Regions from separate parts of the Anas platyrhynchos genome. Here region 2 is linked to region 1. The links are chromatin contacts, called in public Hi-C maps. All regions are on one chromosome and are shown on one strand. The core of a region is the stretch at or near the end of the contact, and the rest is flanking DNA. Distances in the headings are between cores, read along the strand shown. Region 1 overlaps TTC28 (tetratricopeptide repeat domain 28). Region 2 overlaps TTC28 (tetratricopeptide repeat domain 28).

Region 1 (7,791 bases), core at 2,291-4,790:
GAGATACCTCCTATTTGGCTTTTGTGCAACTGGCATTGCAACATCTATGTAGAGTTCTCTTATTTGTTGTAAGACAAGCTAAACTGGAGACAATGGGAAGCCTGGCTAAGTATGGCTTTCAAATGTTGGCCTTTGATTACCTTTTGTGGTAGTGAAGTTGTTGGAAGTATAGCAAACTGAATGCATTTATAAAAATATGAGTCATGGCTTGAGTGATCTAGCATGACTCTTTGAAGGTACTCTGTTTATAACAGTGCTGCTTTGTATGTTCTGTATGTTAAAGATGCATGGAACACATTCTGAAGTAACACTTAAAATGTTTTTTTCCAAAATATTTGAAGAATAGTTTGAATGATTAATTTCTTTCTGTTATTTGAAGTGGCAACATTGTGTGTGGCAAAAAGACAAATTATCAGCAAAGATCTGTGTTCTAGGTTTTGAATGAACGTAAAGTTTTCCAAATCCCATTCCTATTCAGTTCAGTTAGACTCCAAATGTCTGGGTCTGTACCCATCAAAAATGCTTCAGATCTAACAGTTGTCTGAGTATGTGTGTCACATTTCATTGTCTGGGCTTGACTGTGTTGAAATATGTGAAGTGCACCAGATAGTATGTACTTAACCTATTCATTGGATTTACTCTGATAGACCCAGCTATGTAAAGTAGTGTTTGTTACATGTGGTCTCTCTTTAATGAAAGATGCAGTATTTTCTGTTGCACTTCTCAGGTATTATTACTTGAATCTTTATTTTATAAAAGAGACACGTTAAATACAACACTTACTATTTGGTAGAGCAACATTTATGTTTAGTTTGTCTTCATATTAAAGAAAAAAAAGGAGGATTTTTTTCATTACCTCCTCCAAGAAATCTTCTGTCCTCTAGCTGCTGTTTTTAATAACCTCTGTGGGAGGCTCGTTCCAATATCCACATTCTCTAAGATTTTATAAAGCATTTTCTGAGTTCAGGGTTTCTTTGGGGGGGTGGGGAATGACAACGTCTTGGAGAATAAAACTTTCTAGTATTACAGAATCACAGCATTGCTGAGGCTGGAAGGGGCCTCTGGAGATCATCTAGACCAGCTCCCCCTGCTCAAAGTAGGGTCAACAGCTGGTTGTCCAGGACATTGTAGTGAAGTACCTAAATTTTACAGGATAACTCGTTCTTATGATAAAACAATGAAGAGGCATCTGGACAAATTGAAAGGTGACATTTAAAATGGATGCGAAGAAATGTTGTTTTCAAATAATCTAATCTTGGTCTGTGGGAATTTATTATGACAGCATATTACGCCATTAGTTTAGCCATACTTTAAAAGTATTGGAAACTTACAAACGAGAGTATCAAAATTGCAAGGAATTCCGAGTGGAGGATGGATGAGAAATAAGATTTCATTTTGGGGGATATTAGCTATTTGTTAGTACAAAATTTTGAGGTGGGGAAGGAACAAGTTAATTTAGGTCTTCTTGTTAATTTAGAGTTCTTGTTCCTGTGTCATTCTCAGAATCGTCAGTTGCAGAAGGCAGTTTGTAGTGACTAGCCTTGATTCAGCACTGGTCTTATCCATTGCTTGAGCTCCTAATTATGTGCTTCAATTTGTGTTAGGATGAAAACATAAAATATTTGTAAGGTAGTGAGTAAAAACTTCCGCTGTTGTATTAAAATACAGTGTCTTAAATGCATTTTGTCTTAGTTGTATAGATATTCCCTCATGTTTCTGAGGACCAGGACTTTGGGTATTGTGCATGTTGCTTTTCAAAACAGGTTTTTTATTCTTTGGAACTAAAATGTTAATTTGATCTTCATGATGAATAGGTAGAATGTTTGTTTTTACAAATGTACAGGTGTAAGCTGAGACTGAATACTTCCTTGAGTCAAGTTTAGAGATGTTAGCTTATCTCACATACTGAAATGAATTTTGCTTATTATGGGGGTGCAGCAGTCTTGCAGCTTGAGGATGCTCTCTTCTGCTTGTGTCAGTGACAAAGCTGTGCTTGATTCCGATCATGTATGGTTACATGTGCTGAGATGTATGTGTACTGTTGTTTTTTGGAATCATGATTTTCAGTTCACATTTTGAGATGGCATCTGATGTATACTTAAGCATAGTCATTTAAGAATGTGCTGCAAGTTTACATACTGTGACTGTATTTGTAGCAGTAAATACAGAGATGTCCTGATTGCGTACTTGGGCAGTGCTTCGTTTCCACAGTCTGAGTCACACAGTAATTGCCAGGGACAGTTTTGCCTTTAAGATTTGTTATATTTAACTTTGTTTGCTTTTTTTTTTCTTCTTATAGCAACATTAAACCAAACTTTCCAAACAAAGAAAACAAACTTGTCTAGTATGCATTTTGCAAGCCACCAAAGGCACACAGCCTAGATTATATTCATACCAAAAGAATCATTCTGTAACTTAACTTTTAAAAACAAACAAACAAAAATCCATAGTGTGCACAGAGCTTAATAGTAAATGTTATTGTAGCTTTGTCTAAGTATTGTGGAATTTCCTAACCGCAGAAGTGCTTTCTGCATGTGATGAACTGGGGAAGGAGAGATTAAAAAGAAAATCTGTAATGGGAAATCACAGCCTTAGAGGCATATATGGGCATTTGATTAAGGTAATCTGTGTCAAGGTGTCAGCAAAGGAAGTAATATGACATAATGCTGCAATGTTTTTTTTCCTTTAATATTCAAAGGGCATAAAAGGGGAAAAAAATAAGCTGCCTTTATTGAAAATAAGTGAACTCTTACATCATTCCAGTTCTCAGGCTATAGGAAAAAGTGACAAATGTGGCAGAGTAAGAATAAATTTGCATATGTCTTTATATGTAATTAAGAAGAATAGAAGGAGGTTTTAAGCACTCCCAGGGTTATCTTGATTTTATTTCTGAGTTTTGTGTGAGTAGAAGGATGTTGACTGAACAACTTAGTAACACCATCCTATTTGAAGCCCCAGATACTGGTGTTTGAGTATTAGTGTTCCATGAAGGGCACAACAGGTTGCTGAATGAGAGAGGGCCAACTTAGCTAACATTTTTGAAAGACATGTCTCAGCAGTGGTCTGTGATTACGTGCAACTGTTTAAGCTGCGCAATGGATCAAAACTTTGTTTCTCAAAACAGTGGCATTTTTCATGTCAAACTGTTCTTCAGCTGTTAGAGAAAAGGTAAATACTCTGAAGAATTTAACTGACACAAAATGAATGCACTACGTGTATGCAATCTGAAAGTAATGACTCCCACTTTTCATCAGGCACAAGTTTCTCTTACTGGTCTTTGTCTACCTCCTCTGCTTCATTTAAGAATGTGGCTTTCTATGTGCGGATGGAGAAGAAATTTGAAAGGCAGAATAGAAAGAGGAGGGGATTTTGAACCATGAGGCCTTTGGGTATTTGAAATGCAGAAGGATTTTAGATATTGTCATGTAACTGTAAGGGAATTCAGCAAAATAGCTTGCATGGGTATTTTCTTAACTCACTCCAGCTGTTGATCATGTGACCAGCCTATTTAAAAATAAAAGGGACATTTGCTCATCCTCTTGTAATTCTGACTGCTTGCATATCTTTAGAAATTTACCCACATGCTGTAGCAATCTGTAACCACCTCAGATTTTCTCTAAGAACTGCAAGTAAAATGCCCACCCTCAGTCGTGTGTAAAATTTTTAAGCAAAGAATGTGACTTGACCATGTAACGTTTTTCATGAATAGGCCTCTTGTTTTTAATTTGATGAGCAAGGAACTTTCCAGTCCTGTCCTCCTGCTTACAATCTGTTTTTAATTTGCAGAAAGATGCATTCCATTTTTTTCAGGCACAAAACTGCTTAACAGATTCTTTTGGCTTTGCTAGAACTTGATGTGTTATGTTATCCTGAGATTTGTGCGTTTGTTTTTATCTTACCATCTCACAGAATCACAGCACAATTGAAGCTGAAAGCAACTCTGGACATCATCTAGTCCAGCCCCCACTGCTGAAAGCAGGTCTGGCTAGAGGAAGTTGTCCAGGACAATTGTCCAGTTGGGTTTTGAATATTTCTGTGGATGGAGACTCCACAACCTGTCTGGGCAACTTGTTCCAGTGTTTGACCACCTTTACACACACACAAAAAAAAAAAAGTTTGTATCCATTGTCTCTGGTCCATTCACTGAATACCACTGAGAAGAGCCTGGTTCCATCTTCTTTGTTGTCCCCCTGTCCGGTGTTCATACAAATTAGTAAGATGTGCTCCTCCACTGCACCTTCTCCAGATTAAACGACTGGAGGTGCCAGCCTCTGCTCCTATGACCGATACGCCAATCCCTTAGTCATCTTTGTGGCCTTTTTGCTGGACTTGGTCTAGTCTGACTCTTTCTTTCTTGTACTGGCGAGCCCAGAACTGGTCACAACACTCCAGATAAGTTCTTATCTTGTATACTCATTCTATGTAGGTTTACTTGTTAGCTGTTTTTTTGCTGTTGTTATTGTTATTGCTGCGTATTGTGCCTTCTTCCCATCCCCCTTCTTTTCTTCTTTTTGAGTAATCCTTTTTTTTTTTTTTTTGCTGGTGGACTCAAGGTGGACCAGGTACCAAAGTGAGCATCACTAATACAGTGGTGGAAGAATACTCTGTTTCTTTGTCTATTTACGTACATTAAGACACTTTTACTTACATTTTCTTATTTCATGTCCTTGTTGGGGTGGTTGTTCGAATTTATAGAGTATGTTTTTTATTGTGATTAAGGAGCTGCAGTTGTCTCAACTTTCTCCACTACCCCCTGTTCTTAGTGTTGTTTTCTGATGATACTCTTGAATAGAATGGCAAATGTGTGTACCCTTTTTAGTAGTTCTAAGTAACTGGGTTAGAGTTTGAAAATGTTAATTGAGTCTCAGAATACTATAAATCAACACAATCTGAGCATTTACTGTAGGCTTTCATTATTCCTCTGCAGTTTCTGGAACCTGTTTTTATATGGAAGAAAACAACTTGAAATTGTATTTTAAGGAGTTGAGTTGCAATTTTTCTACTCATTCTAAATGCTGTAATGTAAAGTCCTCTTTTGGGAGATAGTAGCATTTTACTGCACAGTTATCCTCCCGGTGTCAATTGAATGCTAGAACTAGTTATACTGCAGTGTAGGAATGGTACAGTGCTTTTTCTTCCTCACAGATCTGAACATACAATGTGGAAATGCAGAATTTTTCACTGTGACTGTAGAAAGGATTTTTGACATCCTTGATTTCTAATTAAGCTTGATTTGTAAGGGTAGCGTTTAAGAAAAAATATCTTGTTACCTGCTCATTGAGAGTCAGGCTCAGAGCCAGTGGACATAATTTTAAGAAACTTGGATTGTCTTCATCTGCTTACAAAGTGCTGGATTTTTTACAGTGTAGTTTTAAGCTAAAACCTTAACACGTGTTGTTACCTCTTTTTCTTAGCTTTTCAAAACCTGAGGAGTTGCCAGATGACTTTTCTGGTCAGCTTTCAGCTCTTCAGTGTTTTTTGTTTGTTTGTGTTTTTTTGTTTGTTTGTTTTTCCCCTCAGTTTGTTTATTCCTAGAAATGAGGTTTATTCCTTATTTTTTTTCTCAGCAAGGAGTAAGTTCCCTCACCCTGGGGATTTGTTTCTTTTGAAGAATTATCGTAGTGGCTATTAGTCTGCAGTTGAGGAATCATGAAGAATTATCATGAACAAAGCACACATCAGGGGGCGCTCCTCACTTAGATATTTCAAAAGTAGTGATTCTAAGATCTAACTTCAGTTGTATACATATATTCACACTTACATATATCTAAGATAAATATTTTTGCAAAGTGCATGCTGTTCATAATGTTTTTAGTTTTCTTTCTTTTTAAACTGGATATGGCTGGTATGCAAGTCCTAATAAATTGGGCTTCCTGAAATTGTGAAGTGTGTTGGTTATGCAGAGGAATGGAAGCAGATCACCCATATCTTATACAAGCTCTCTAGAATGGTTTGCTTTAAAATTTATGTTATGTATACGGATTTGTTTTTCTTTGCAGTGTCCCTAAGGTCTTTATTCCAATTTATCATTACTTTTTGGTATATTTATGTTATTTACTGTTGTGATTAATCAAATCACGAACTGCATCTTGGATATTTTTTTTTGTTTTATTATGTGGCAGATAGTCCTATTTTTGTTAGATGTTTAGCATCTTGGATTTATACTGACTCAGTGGATTAGTGATACAGCTCTGTCCAACAGAAAGGCAACCCATGGAGCAGCATTTGAGCAGCACAAGGAAGAGTCTCTTTAGACATTGTGGATTAAAGGTAGTGCAGTGAGACTTCGTATTTTTTAAGAGCTGCCAATAGGTGGCTGTGTGGCAATAAAAATCAGGAGAGGATTCTAGGATTCTGGGACTGGATTCTTCTGTAACAGACAAGAATGCCCCTGGAAACTAGCATTTCTTGTTTAGGTGTACAGTCTCATTATATCATGGCAGGTCTCATCACAGGCCTGCTACCTCTCAAGCAGTCTCTGAGGAAATTAAATGAAATGGAGAGTTTGGGGGAACAAGTAGCCAAGAGAAAATAATAAAAACGGAGAAAGCAGAAAATCACCTTTACTAACAAGCTCACCCTCCCCCCTCCCTCTCTGGGATGGGGGAGAGAAACGGGAAAGTGAAGCCTGTGAGTTGAGATGAAGACAGTTTATTAAGACAGGAAAATAGTAATAACAATAATAACAATAATGACGATGATAGTACTACTACTAATAATGTGTACAAACAAGTGATGCACAATGCAGTTGCTTACCACCCGCTGACCGATGCCCAGCCTAACCCTGAGCAGTCCGGCCCCCCTCCCCCGGCTAGCCACCCCGATAAGTTGTTTAGTATGACCCCAGATGGTATGGAATACCCCTTTGGCTAGTTTGGGTCACCTGTCCTGGGTCTGTCCCCTCCCAGCTCTTACTGCACCCCCAGCCTGCCTGTTGGCAGGACAGAGCAAGAAGCTGAGATGTCCTTGGCTTGGTCTAAGCACTGCTCTGCAACAATTAAAGCATCGGAGTGTTATCAGCACTCTTCTCATCCTAAGCCAAAACATAGCATTCTACCTGCTACTAGGAAGAAAATTAACTCTGTCCTAACTGAAACAAGGACAGTAGTAAATGCTTAAGTATATATACACTGTACTGCACTGGGACAAGATCAAGGAAAACCAAGTAATTAGCAGTGAGGCTTGCTGAGAACTTTGTAACATTAAAAGCATGTTACTTTGACTTACTGGCCTTTCAACAAGCACCAGGGATTTATTCAGGAAATGGTATTCCTACCATCTCACTTACCTGTAGCTATGTAGGGTGTGAAGTATACATGGTAATGTAAACGTAGGAAAGGCAGCACAAGGCTAACTGCTTCACTAGATCTAGGCATTTTCTGACTGAAGACTGGCTCAAACTAATTAGAACAGGGAAGAAATGAGTAGCATTTCTTATTATTTCTATAAGTCTTTTTTTTTTTTTGTCTGAGAGCACTTAAGTCTTAGTCTCTAGTCTGAACTGCTAGACAAAGCATGCTGCATCTCCCTTTTGATACAAGTATCTTTGTACATGTTTTCTCTTTTGCTCCAAAAGGCAAATGATAAAGCCCCCTCTGCTGTATGGAATGGCCGAAATAAATTACTAAAAGTTTGTCTATTATCCACCAATAGAGAATTTACTCTAATATGAAATAAATGAAGTTGAGCAGTATTGTAGTTTCTGTCATATAGTGAATAGATGCTCCAGTTTATTTTCTGTATTTAAGTTAGTTTTGAACTCTTTCCTTTTCTTCCTTCAAGAGGCAAATT
Region 2 (7,791 bases), core at 3,641-6,140, 120 kb after region 1:
AATTATTCATTTCACTGTGACCAATAACAAACTGCATGCTCGTCTAGGGTTTTTATTAAGTACTGTGAGGAAGACCAATTGGAACCTAAACCAGATGAGTAATCAAAGTCTAAGAGAATTGACAGACAAAGGGGAGTAGCTTCCTGCAAGCACATAAGCACAGCTATCTGAATGATCATAATCATGAAATTATTGCTACTAAATAATGCTATACTTTATGCCTATCCTTGTCTGTGGTGATGTCTAGTGGTTTGCAGGCCTTACATTAAATTCTCTTGGCTTCTGTCACACCTTAGGAGATACATTTTTTAAGTCTTGCTTGAAAATGAGCTGTGTGATTCCTGTTAAAGGAAATGTCAGAAGTTATTCTCTCCAGCCTTCATGTTTCCTGGGTTTTACAGATGAGTTCTGGATGTTGGCACTTCATCCAGTTCTTTCTTGTGCATGCATGTGGACCATGTTCTTTCTGGAAGAACAGAGTCACTCCCTCTGAGGTGCAAATACTGACAGGCAGGACAAGAAAGAAAAAGCAAGACTGAATTGGTTCCATCTACCCTTCTTTTAAAGGATCAGGGTTTCAACTTTCAGAAGGTTACATCCATCTCTAGGTACCAGTGGTTGAATCTTATCCTCTAGATATGCATGTACACAACCAAAATCTGTGGTTACTCCTTATGTTTGCAGATACTATTTTCAGTTCTGGTCACCATTTGTCATCACAGACTTTTCCTGGCAAAGGGAGTCCTTCAGTCTTCAGGTTTTGGGATGAGTCTTTAATTTACCGTGATGTCAGCTTCCTCCTCTTTTCATGGGGATGGTGGTGGTATGTTCTTGGTTAAGGACTGTGGGTTTGATGTTTGTCTCTGAGATCAGTGGGCTGGTGTGGTATGATCACAGGCAGAAGGTCTTTCCCCACTTGAAAATTATATGCAGGTTATTAAACAAATCTTGTCTGCTCCGTGTGGGTCAATATCATGTTCTGATATGAAACTTTCCTTGTATTATTAAGTGCTTCCTTGCAGCATTGCACATTGCCACCATACTCCAGCATGGCAAACCCCCAGGAGAAACTGTCACCTGCAGTCCCTGGAAGCTGTTCTCTGACTGTCAATAAAGAGCAAAAGGAGTTGAATATGTACTGCATGCATGTGAAAACTTTTGTTTAGCTTCAACTTCTCAGTTCATGGCATGCTGAAGTGCACTGTAGTTGTATGCTTTTGCAGATATTTAAGTGCAATTGCCTTCCATAAAGGTGTAAATATGTTTGTAGGTACTGTTGCACCACCAAGGTGGCACATCTTCCCATTTTTTGCTCCTGGGAGGAAGGGATGCTCTCATAGGATGTGTCATCAGGAATTTGCTGTGGTAATGTTAGGTTCTGCAGTGCAGCCTTTGCTTTGTGCTGAAAAAAGGCAGCATAAGTGAGATGCAGGCAGCACAGCAGCTTTAGCTAAAGTGTACAAATTCCAAGGCTTGTGATGCACCATATGAGATGCAAATTATTTATTAAATTAAAGAAAGGGATTGTTAAAAATGCACATACAATAGTTGTTTGCTTTCTGCCTTTACAAAGGAAAAACAAGTGTTACCATAGTATTTAGATGGAAAATCTATGACAAGATGGTCATTTAGATATTTCTCTATATTTGTCTCTGTTGCTGCTGTCCTAGTGTCACTGATGGAGTCATTTTTTTTCTCTTTGTATCTTTCCTTGTTTGTATAATAGGAACATCAACACAGCTGTCTTTTGTATATTGAGCTTTGCCAGTGAAGGGAGCATACATAGCTTGGGTCTTTTTTGTGGAAAGGATATAGTAGCGTACGTTCTTAGGCAATTCAAGGGCTGAGTTGGTGTTTCCTTCAAACATCAGCTTTTCTGTTCAGTAGCTTCACAAGTCCTTATCTGTTTGCTGGGCATGGGAATTTGGGTCCTGTATTTCTGTCATTGTGTGTAGTGCTTTAAACCCTTAAGAATGCCCAGGGCAAGAGAAAGGTACAGGGCTGTTATTATCTTGTATGCCTAACAGGAGAGGAGATGCAATCCAGGGAAAATTTGACTTTAACATTTGGTTGAGGTTGTCTGAAATTAATTTTCTCTAAGACTGGTTGAGCATTTGTTACAAAGCTGTTGTTCTGTCCTGCACCAATTATTCCTTCAACCTGCTGTTCCCTCTGCAGAGCCTGTGCTAGCAGTGAGACTGAAAGTGAAGCTGGGGATATCATGGACCAACAGTATGAGGAGATGAATAACAAGCTGAACTCAGTGACTGATCCAACTGGCTTCCTGAGGATGGTCAGCAGGAACAACCTCCTGAACAGGTGAGAGTACAGTGCTGTACTGTGGGGATCAGTGAGCAGAATGAAATGTCTTGCTGTGATCTCAGAGTAGAGCTGATGATGTTGTTGATGAATGCAATCCTGAGGAACACGACGGAGGCCATTTATGCAGCATCTATGTGTCTTTCTGCTTCTTGGGAGCCAAATGCATTTCCCTGAACACAGATCTAGGAGCTTACCTAAGGTGTCTTGTGAATTAACTGGTTTGTAGCTGTTAGGAGAATCTCAGGAATGGGGGAATTTGAGCACTTCATTAAAAGCACCCTCACAAGAGCATCAGAAGGAGAACTAGAAGAAAACATGACTGATGTTTTCAGAAGCTGCACTGAGATGAAGAGAAAGGCAAGATACTAGTGTGTGGCCTCCCTGCCCAACTTTTGTCTCCAGATGGGGGAATATCAGGGAGCTCTAGTGGTAAAGCTGATGCTGCCACATCTCTTTTGTACTTGGTTTGCTGAGTCCCAAACTCAGGGCAGGTGCTATAGTCTTGCCCAAACCTTTGAGTACTTACATCTGCTTCAGTCCCACAGATGATGAAACGAGAGGCTACAGAGTCTAGAAAGGAACCGTAGAAAGCATTACCTATCCTATTGTTACACTGCGTGGTTCTTAATCTAGCAGTGCAGAGAGCAGTATGCAGCACAGTGCATGTTGCACAGTGAGCTTGGGACAGCAATGAGTTATCCTTGGGAGAGTCCTGCAGCTTCAGGAATGAAGCAGATGAAAGCCTACATGGAAGGAAGAAGATTAAGAAAGGAAAATGGAGTAGGCAGCATTTCTATGCACTGGCCTAGAGTTCTAGCAAGGAACTGTGAGCTTTCAGACTTTGGGTAAACAACAGAATTGAGTATTTAGGAAGAATACAAATTGTCATCTTGCATCTCTGGCCTCCAGCTCTCCGCCTCTGTGCAGTTTTTCTTCTGCCAGCTAATACTGGCATAAATTCATGTAGCTGTAGGTCAGTGAGGTAGGTTATTGCTGCTGTCATGCTTCAGGAGATGGCAACGTTGTGCCTCACAAGCAGTGAATCAAGGTACGGCCTCTGTTTGCCTTGGCTTCTGCAGTGCAGGGCAGAAAGGGGAGTAGGGCCTGTTTGCAGTTGAGAGTAAGAGCTTGCCTTTTCCTGCTGCCAAGGCAGGCCCTGCATTCCTCATGTGAGGCCTGAATGCAGTGTTCACATCTTGTGTTTGAATGTTGGAGATCCTCAAGGGGGAGTTTATATGGCCTGGGGCCAATGTGAGTTCCTTCACGCGCAGGAGTTGCACATGCTGTTAAGGTCCTATGTCAAAATGAGGCCCTAGACATGCTGGGACTGTTCGGAGCCATCCAGTCTCCATTTCTGATGACAAGTGGGTGACTGAAATGAAGCCATTGGTTTTGGATGGGTGCCCTCTGGCTGCTGTCATCAGGTAACCCGGTGATTCTGGCTTTTAAGCAGAGAGTAGTATGCTTTTTGGCAGCTCTGCTTTGAAAAGCAAAAATGCCTAGGTTTGGCAGTTAGCTTAAGGGACTTCTGAGAAGAAGAGGACTTCAGAGGAAAAAGGGATGCTGAAGGGACACTGCAGTGATCTCTGTACTGTCCAGTAGCTGTCTAACCAGTTCATGCCAAGAGATCCTGACACAGTCCTAGTTGCTTATGTTTTATACAGCTTCTGTTTTCTCTGCTCTGTAGGACTTTTAGACCAGATTAAAATCTGATTTCTTCCCTGCTCATCATCTTTTGCTCAAGCAAGAAATGTGATCATAGCCATCACCTGAATATAGCTCCCCCACCTTTCCTTTGGCCTCTGCACCATCATGGGGGACACAGTCTGTCTACCTTCCTGCAGAAAACATGTGAATCAGCCCTGCCACTGCTTAAGTGTAAAATATACTTCCCTGAGGGCTATTTTTACAATGCATCATAATGGGAGTTTGTAAAAGGCAAATAAGGAGGTAAGGAGTAATGTAATTTCAGGTGCAAATTTACTTGTGACAAGGACATTGTTGTCTCCCAACCAGCCTCTGTGCTTTGCAAGATCAGGGAGCAGATCCTCCTGGAAACTATGCTAAGGCAGGGATTCTGGCTGGCCAAGGGCAAAGTGTGAGGCCTTTGGAAGACAGATTCGGAAAGCAGTGGCCAGAGAGTTTCTTATCTGCCTGGTTCTGTACCATACGGGGGCAGTGTTGTGGCTGCCCAAGTACAGACCACCCAAGCAGAGAGTTCTGGGTGGCCTGAGGGTTATGCACCACCACTGGTGGGTATTGGAGATAATTGTGGGTGCTTGAAAGCATCTGCAGGGGCTTGATATTTGAATGTTTTTTCAGAGCTTCCCACAGCTTGGTATTGTATGTCAAGACCTTGAATGTGGGTATTGGTCTGCATGTCTAGGAAAGGACTTTTTGAGGCAGGCTTGCAAAGTGACAGGCCCGATGGATATCCATTTGTCCCAGGACTGTCAGACCATTAAAACAGTGAGTCTGACTCTCAGCCCTCCAGAATGGCTGTGCTTCACCATGAGTAATATTTCACCCATTCAGAGTGTTAACAAGTGCCAAGGCAAGAGCAGTGCTATGCTGGCTGCAGTATGAACTGCTCCTTCCTGCCTGTGTGTAGTCACATTCATCCTCTGCAAGCAAAGCCAGGCCATGAGAGACTGGTGGCATGCCAAATTAGTCTGAGCTCAAGGCTTGTATGACAAGGGTTTTTTCCACCTTTCTCTGAGGACCTCATGGGATCATTGCTTTGTTCCTCTATCTCCAAGACAAAGGGTGGAAACAGAGTTGCCAGTGATATATGCAGGCAGTCCCGAGTCCCAGTTTGTGCTGTTTCCTCTGCTTGTTGCAGGCCAGGATGCCTTATACAAAGGATTATAAATTAGCAGCACTGCAGAGTGTGCAGGGACTCCAAATTCTATTGTTCCAGAAATCAGGGGAGGGAACACTGCAACAGCAAGGTAGAAATGCTCAGACCTGCTGCTGTGCAGCACTGGCTCTTCATAGAAGGGGTGTTTGCCTGAAAGTGTCCATCTTGTTGCATTAAAATCACCTGGACTCAGATGCCTGACAGGCCACATGGAGAGCTATTTGTTTGCACTGGTCAAAGAGAGATGGTCAGGGCTCCAGGTTTGCTCTGCTTGCTAAAAAAGATCTCTGTCCAGCCTCTCCCTATGGTTTTTCTCTGTCTGTGTGTACACAGACATGCAAAGGATGTGGAAGATTTATGATATTCCTTTGGTTTTGTTCTAATAAAAAACAGTCTGAGTGGTGAAGGGATAAATCTAGAGCTGCTAGGCTGTGCAAGCAAGATGAAGGAGGCTCTGCTGATTAATCAAACTGGTATCCCCTGCAATAAATTAGTCTGTTAAATATGTTTAACACCGACGACTAGGCTGGTGAGTGCCACCTGCTGGCAAATTGCTATTTCTTAGGAAGGCCAGGACTGTTCTGCTTGGACTAGTGTTCTTTGTGCTCACTTGATCCTGGATAAGCAGGAGGGGTATCCCTGCCCTTCCTCAGTGGTATATCAGATGGAATATAGTAGAGGTGTGTGCTTTAAGTACATGGGGTCAGGGCACTAGAAATGCACAGGATTGGGAAAGCACAATTTCTATTCTATTTCTTGATCAGATTTTAAAATCTGTGCTATATAGTGTAGAAACAGCTGGGCACTGTACAGCGCGCTTGGCTCAGTCAGCTGCTGCAATGAAGCTAGGCAGAGCGATCCAGAGGGGAGGACTTAGTGCTGAATCCATCCTGATGCTGCCAAGAAATTTGGTGTCGCACAAGTCACCTCGTCAGGTTCTCAACAGTGCTGAGTAGTTTTAGTGTGCCTGTGCTTTCACCAGCATCCGTTTGTGTAGGAGAGCATGGACAGTTAGACACAAGGCTTCTCTTTGCATCCATTTAATACTCCTGTTGGCCTGTAAGTTACAAAGCTCTTGTTAGTGGAAAGCATGGGCGATAGCATCATTTTTTCTTTAGTGAATACTTTTTAGACATGAGTTAAGCTGGGTCCAGTGACTGGTTGCAGCAGCTGAGGAGAGAAAGGGAGGGGAGAAAGAAAGTTTCTAAATCGGTCTGTTGATAAGCGTCAGGGCTATGTCTCAGGCCTGTGGTTGGCAATGGTAGAAGGTGTGCACTTGAGTGGAATGTTTTGCTCACCTTACCTTTTCCTGGAAATTTGACCTATTCCATGAGTATAAGGAGATACTGTGCAGTCACATATGCCTACAGCAGATATGCAATCAACTGTATTAGTGTCATTGGTTGACCTACCTATTGGACGTTTAGTTATGTTCTGATTTCCTGCATATGCAAAAGCTTTCTGTTTTTGTTTATTTCGTGTGGTGATAGCTAAGAATCGATCCAGGCAAGAGGTAAAACTAATGAACAGAGTCAAGGTATTTTTTGAGAGTAAAGATTCTTAACAGAAGATGTTGCAGTCTGCTGTCCTGATGAAGTGTGGGGGGTTGGTCACGAATCCAGAAAACTGTAGCTGCTTTCCTGTCATGTCCATTGGCACAGGTGCATGGCACTGGAAGACGCTTGAGAGACAGAGCAGCTCTGTGGTTCACAGAGACCAGGGATGGAAGGAGACTTTCTCTGTGCATCTGTGCAGCAGCATCAGAGCATGAGCTGGATATGGAATCCTTCATTTAATGCATTTGGCACTGTGAGGGCAATGGGACATGTGTTCCCTCATGGGTGGCCTTCTACGCATGAGATTTGTTGTTTTCATTGCTGGACAGCCCCAGTGGTGACTCCAGTTGCACTTCAGACCATGTTCTACCATTACTGTTAAATGTCTCATTTCACTCCCTTCCTCCTCCCTTCCTTTTTTTTTTCTTTTTTTTTCTTTTTTTTTTTTAAGGCCCACCTGTTAAAACTTTCTGGAAAATTATCCTTTTTACATAAAACAGTTATTCATGGCACTGTGCCAAGGATAGCCTTTCAGGGGAGCACAGCTGCTGGATTAGAGAGACTAGAGAGGGGCAACATCACTTCCTGAAGAAGGCAGTAAGTTTTTGTACCCATGCCATCTTGGTCTCCTCACAGTGCTGGTGTTTGGTGATGCCTGACACCCAGGAGAACATGTGAAAAGCTGTCTGTGGGATGTTGGAAATGGGCACCAGATCAGCACTCGTATAACGTTCACTAGCCTCTTGGTGATGACAGCACCTCCAAGTCTCTGGAGAACAGAGAGATAGTACAATAATTCTTACGTACAAGAGCTGCATGTAGGTCTCACACAATGTACGTGTACTCTTTGCAACTGAAAGTGACTTCCAAATGACAGACCACTTGATAGGAGTGTCTGTAGTGCAAAAGACTAACAAAGGCCTGTACTAGTACAAATGTTACACTTGCAGCATCTGTGAACAAGGATGTGCAGACAGGGAAGTACAGAAACATGTCATGCTTGTAGCATGAGATGAGCACACAGTACAGATAAACTACTGAAGCTCAAATACC

Evidence for each region. Hi-C and Micro-C count contacts between places; a contact is called where the count stands out from the background.
Region 2: a contact with region 1 is called in a Hi-C map of subcutaneous adipose tissue, with 5 times the contacts expected there. The contact joins two enhancer-like sites. A contact is called at or near these places in 6 of 8 Hi-C or Micro-C datasets (F1 follicle, F5 follicle, liver and 2 more).

The regions. Positions count from the first base shown.
Region 1 is chr16:321,666-329,456 of IASCAAS_PekinDuck_T2T, forward strand. All of the region lies in intron 2 of TTC28 (tetratricopeptide repeat domain 28), which reads left to right. Among named protein-coding and RNA genes, the nearest start is that of TTC28, 16 kb to the left of the region's middle. Within about 2 kb of position 3,541, at least 2 of the 8 cell types and tissues checked have an H3K27ac peak or open chromatin away from gene starts, as enhancers often do. A contact at or near this core is called in subcutaneous adipose tissue, where this site is marked.
Region 2 is chr16:436,156-443,946 of IASCAAS_PekinDuck_T2T, forward strand. TTC28 (tetratricopeptide repeat domain 28) reads left to right here. Exons shown (of 25, transcript XR_011803846.1): 13 at 2,179-2,319. Among named protein-coding and RNA genes, the nearest start is that of PITPNB, 29 kb to the right of the region's middle. Within about 2 kb of position 4,891, at least 2 of the 8 cell types and tissues checked have an H3K27ac peak or open chromatin away from gene starts, as enhancers often do. A contact at or near this core is called in subcutaneous adipose tissue, where this site is marked.